2 separate regions of the Anser cygnoides genome follow, and region 1 is linked to region 2. A link is a contact called in public Hi-C data. All regions are on one chromosome and are shown on one strand. Each heading gives the region's core, a stretch centred on a gene start, on an enhancer-like site or on the middle of the called end of the contact. The rest is flanking DNA. Distances are from core to core; before and after follow the strand shown.

Region 1 (2,707 bases), core at 115-2,614, 290 kb before region 2:
ATCATTCTCAGATAAAGAAATCACTTAAACTGCCAGCATTAATAAGACACGCAAGGAAGAACCTGGACAAACAGAGAGTGAACTTGCTGCCAGAGGTGAGTATAAAATTTCAGGTCACTGTACCTAAATACCTGCACAATCTTTCTCCTGTGCAATTGGCTAGAACAGGCCGTTATCCAAAGCTGCCTGCTTGCATCTGCACTGATAGTTCCAGGCCGTTTCCATCGTGCAGGGACTGAACACTCTCAAACTTGTACCAGCGAGGTAATCACAAGCAGGATGGTACGGAGCGGCTATTTGCCTCCTCCAAAGGGAGCCCTGGACACATCTGGCATGATTTTCATGCTTTGTTCTTTTCCAGAGATGAAGCAGATTGGGGACTGAGTTTCTTGAGGTGACCGAGATCTGGGGTTCTGCGCCAGTGCCAGCACCCCACTCCTCCAAGCCCTTTGCTTGGGAACCCTTCTCAGTCTCAGAAGCACTCAGGGTAAATGCTAGATTTCAGCACTACCCACCTCAAAATCGGTTTTGAATCTTGCTAATTTCCTCATTTTAGTGAAACCCTGCTGCCAGTGAGCCCCATGCCAATACGTGTTGTCTGTTCCTCAGGCTTAGTCTGGCTGCTGTGTGTGGACAACCTTTGGCTGTGTTTGCTGTCTCAAACTTTGCTAACAGCGATTTAATTCACAACAGTAACCACGGGAAAAGTGCACAAATGCCTCTCTGCACCCTTATCACCAGCTCTCGCATGTTTGCAGTGTGATGGGACGCATGTCACGGCATGAAGGAGCACCTACAGCCCACGGATGACCCCTTTGACACCAGGAAAGTTTTGGATTGAAGCACAGGGTGACGTACAGGGGGCACAGGCACCAGAAAACCTCAGACCACCACACAGGCTGGGACTTGGGTTTGGAAGGGAAAAGTGGGCACTGCCCAAAGTTGTCAAGGGGGTGCTGAGGAGAAAGCCAGGAACAGCAGTGGTGGCTGTCGTGGGGTTTCACCCAGGTGAGGAGCAGTGTCAGGGCTTTGCACAAAGCGTGTTTGCATCTCCCCTGTTGACTTTTCCCCTACTGTTTTTTCCCCTGTTGTCTTTTCCCCTATGGTGCAGGGGCAGAGCCAGGAAAGCAGGAGCCCCGCTTCCTGCAGGGGTGCAGCCTTTTAACACGGGCTAACAGAGGATAACAGAACAGCGGGTAAGGATTTAACATAACCAAACGAAGTCCCAAAACGTGGCCGTGGGACAACCCCAAATCCCCCACACACCCCGGGCGGACAATTCATGCCGCGGAACCTTCCTCAGCAACCACCATTGCGCGCCGAACCCTCCCCTCCCTTCCCCGCCCGGGCAGCGTCCGCCATTTTGCGTCCCCCACACGCTTCCGCCGCGGCTCCTCCGGGGCCCGGCCATGTCGGCGGGCTCGGGGCTCGGGGGCTCGTGGCCGGTAACGGGTCGGGGCCGTTGAGCCCCGCCTCCCCCCCGGTTTCCCCCTCCCGGTTCCCTTCTTCCCGGTCGCGATGGAGTTCGCGGAGCTGATCAAGACGCCTCGGGCGGACAACGCGGTGCTGCACGGCCCCCGGTGCCCGGCGGTGCGCGGCACCCTGTGCCTCACCGGGCACCACCTCATCTTCTCGTCACGGCGCAGGGAGCGCGGCGAGGAGCTGTGGCTGCTGCACGCCAACATCGACTGCGTGGAGAAGAGGTGAGGGGCGAGTTTCTGTCGTTGGTGGAGGTTTAGGTGGGAAACGAGGAGATATTTCTGGTCAGGAAGAGCAGCCAGGCGTTGGGACGGGTTGCCCAGGGAGGTGGTGGCGTCGCCGTCCCTGGGGGTGTTCAAGGAGAGGTTGGACGTGGTGCTTGGGGACATGGTTTAGTGGGTGACATTGGTGGTAGGGGGGCGGTTGGACCGGGTGATCTTGGAGGGCTTTTCCAACCTTAACGATTCCGTGATTCTGAAAAAACGGCTCACCAGAGGTGGAAGGTGAGGTCCTGCCAAAGGGATCTGCTGTGCAAACCTGGTGGCAGAAGTAGGATCTGGATTATCTCAGCCCCACATCACTGTGCAGCTGCTAGGCAGTGTCATCCCCATACTCCTCCAGCAGGTTGCACAAATCAATAACGCCCTTCGCATCATGCTTGTTACTGGACTGGTGTGGTAAAACTGAATTTTAGTTACAGCACGCCAATAGCGTTTTAGTCTTGCGCATCCTCTCTTGTTACAGGAACTTCAGAGACAAATCCTAACATAGTTTCTGTCAGTTTTATGTGTTCTGCTGCCCCACCGTGCTTCCCTCAAGCTGTTGAGTGCCAGTCCCCTCTCATCTGGTCATTGTCTGCTGCACGGTCCTTTTTGCAGTTTGTTCATAATATATATTTTTTTTTTTTAATTAAAAACTCAACTTCTCTCCTCATAAAGCGATCCAGAAGATACATTTCCTCTCTGACAACAAGGCAGGAAAGATGAAGCAGCAGCAGTTACAGATATGAGGCTTCCTCAGAGTGGGTAAACTGTTGGTCATGGATGAAGTTGGTTCCTGTGATTCTGATTTCTCTAAGGGTTGGAGAAATGTTGCTTTGTGGCCTGAGTGCGGACAGGAGCAGGGTGAAACCTAAGGAGATCGGCTCCCATCTGGTACTGCTCAGTCATCGGGGTGCTTTGGCCACATCCTCATTGCTGCTTGTACTAAACCAGCCGTGGCTCCAGTT
Region 2 (2,728 bases), core at 184-2,683:
AATCACAGAATCACAGAATTGAAGGGGTTGGAAGGGACCTCGAAAGATCATCAGGTCCATCCCCCCTGCCAAAGCAGGTTCCTTAGAGCAGGCTGCCCAGGCAGGCGTCCAGACAGGCCTTGAATATCTCCAGAGAAGGAGACTCCACAACCTCCCTGGGCAGCCTGTCCCAGGGCTCTGTCACCCTCACCGTGAAGAGGTTTTTTTGCATGTTGGTGCGGAACTTCATGTGCTCCATCTTGTGGCCATTACCCCTTGTCCTGTCCCCACAAACCATTGAAAAGAGGTCGGCCAAATCCCTCTGTCTCCCACACCTCAGGTGTTTTTACACATTGATGAGATTCCCTCTCAGTCTTGTTTTCTCCAGGCTGAACAGACCCAGGTCTCGCAGCCTTTCCTCATAGGGAAGATGCTCCAGGCCCCGTATCATCTTTGTGGCCCTCCGCTGGACTCTTTCCAGGAGATCCCTGTCTTTTTTGTACCGGGGAGCCCAGAACTGGACACAGTACTCCAGGTGAGGCCTGACCAGGGCAGAGTAGAGGGGGAGGATCACCTCCCTTGACCTGCTGGCCATGCTCCTTTTAATGCACGCTGGCCACACTCCTTTTAATTTCCACAGCAGCTACACCATTATAGTCCTAGTGATACCATAGTGACCTTAGAGCAGAGTGAGACCTGAAGTCCTAACACAGATACACAAGAAACCAATCAAAAAGCTCAAAAAGCCCGGCCAAAGCTTCTCTATTCAAACAGAATCCCATAAGAAAAGAGGCAAAAAAAAAAAACAAACAAACAAACAAAAAAGAATTTTAGGTTTTCCCCCCACTTCCCTTCCCCAGAAAGATGCCTTTTGATTTCACGGGGTTCTCCTTGTTTTGTAGGGGATCAGGCTTGTGCCCTGGTCAGGAGCAGAGCTCAAGCTCCTGGCTTCGGCTCAGCATTTCGGCGAGGGATGTGAGAGGATGGAGAGGAGAAGACATAAAGCCCATGAATTTGGGACACCTGCATCCAGGAACTTTGTGGAGATAATTTCAGACAAAATTTGTTCCTGGGAAGCAAGACTCAGGTCAGCCTTGACTTGGCTAGACTTGAGGGCTCTGTCATGTCCTTTTCTACCTGGGGGTAGGGAGCTGCCTTTCCTCTTCTCTCAGTCCTGCAGAAACCCCTGCAAATATTTTGTCCTTACCGGGAACATCCTGGAGGAGGAGAATGACAATGATTGCAAAGAGCAGCTGGAGGATCCGCATGGCTGAGCGTGGGTGGGTGTTTCCCGTGGGGAGGAGTGAAGGGCCGTAAAGAGATAGAGAAGAGGGAAAATCCGGGATTTATAGGGCTGGGGGGGTTGTGTAATGCTGCTGGACGGGAGGGAACTTTGTTAATCTCATGTGCATTTCAACACGACAGCAAACAGTTGCACTGGGATGTGCCCAGTCCTGGACATATCATTTTACGGGGGGGGAAGAAGAAGGAAAAAAACAACAGGGTTTTGTCAACAAACTGCACCGAGCACTGGGGAGGCTGCTTCTGGTTGCTGCTGGAGCCAGGATGTTGGGGCTGACTGAGTCTGGCTCTTCTCGTGTTTGTAGGCTCGAGCATGAGATGTTGAAAACCCGTCCAAGCATTTGCAGGATCAAAGTTTTGTGCCTTTTTATTTGTTTATTTATTTATTTAATTTCCAGCTCCCAGTCTCTGCCCTTAGCACTGACCAAATCGAGCTTGAAAAAATCCAGAGTCCCCTCCCCAGCACTCCCTGACAGCGCAAGGTTAGCTTGAAAAGCAGGGGATCCTTAAAAATCAAAGGTCTGTTTGCATTTCCCAAGTTCTGGGCTGCAAAGTGATCACTGGCAAAGCTTTTGTTTACAGCTGTCAAGAAAAATAGCAATTCCACATATTCCTTTATGGATTTATTGAATAGGAAAGCCGGAGCATGTCTCTGCAATTAGCAGGAGCAGGAGCTTTAGGAAAAGCCTGTATATCACAGATCACCCTTGGTTTGTTTTAGTTCTCCGGGTCAGTTCCAGGAAATTAGTAGACATGGGACCTGAATTTCAACTTCAGCAAACAACACAAAGCAAATAGAAAGCAGAAATCTCCCATAAACAGAAAAGAAAAAGAAAAAAAAAAAGTGGAAGAAGAAATAGAAACCTCACAAAGGATTCTTTTTACAGCAGTGAAGCAGCAGAGGGCATCACTAACTCCTCCGTTTTCCCTCTGCAAGTCACTTCGATGGCCTTTTATTTGCAGGTTGGGTGAAAACTGTAAAACTCAGGCTGCTTGAGGGGAACAAGGATCACCTTCATCAAACAGTTCAGTAGGGAGCCCTTTGCCAGCTGGACTTTGGGTCATGGGACACCAAATGTTTAAACAACATGTGCAACCTGGAGCAAGATTTGGGAAAAGAGAAAGGGGCCCTGGAAATCTTGGGGAGCTTTGCACGTCTGGTGGCACTGCCTGGTGCTTGCAGCTGCGGTGAGCATGCTTTGGGAAAAGGAGCCAAACCCGGCCGATACCAAAAAAAGCAGATTTCCCCCAGAAATTGGGGGCAGGAAGTCTCTGTCCCCCAGGCAATGGCTCTGACGGCAGCTGGGCTTGCTCCCTCCTGCGTGGTCCTTGCGCCTTGCTGGACTCAGCCTCTGTTGAGCCTCTCCAGCTCTTCCTCACTCCCAAACCTGCCAACAGATGTGTTTTTGTTTGTTTTTTTTTTTTTTTCAGAGCCCAGAGCACACAA

Evidence for each region. A called contact is a pair of places that touch in the nucleus more often than the background predicts.
Region 1: a contact with region 2 is called in a Hi-C map of liver, with 1.7 times the contacts expected there. The contact joins the promoter of MTMR9 here to the promoter of DEFB125 in region 2. A contact is called at or near these places in 2 of 7 Hi-C or Micro-C datasets (both in liver).

What each region holds. Positions count from the first base shown.
Region 1 is chr3:119,775,375-119,778,081 of Taihu_goose_T2T_genome, reverse strand. It overlaps MTMR9 (myotubularin related protein 9), which reads left to right and starts at 1,364. Exons shown (of 10, transcript XM_013184398.3): 1 at 1,364-1,703. The coding sequence starts at 1,519.
Region 2 is chr3:119,489,336-119,492,063 of Taihu_goose_T2T_genome, reverse strand. It overlaps DEFB125 (defensin beta 125), which reads right to left and starts at 1,433. Exons shown (of 2, transcript XM_048079423.2): 1 at 1,187-1,433. The coding sequence starts at 1,247.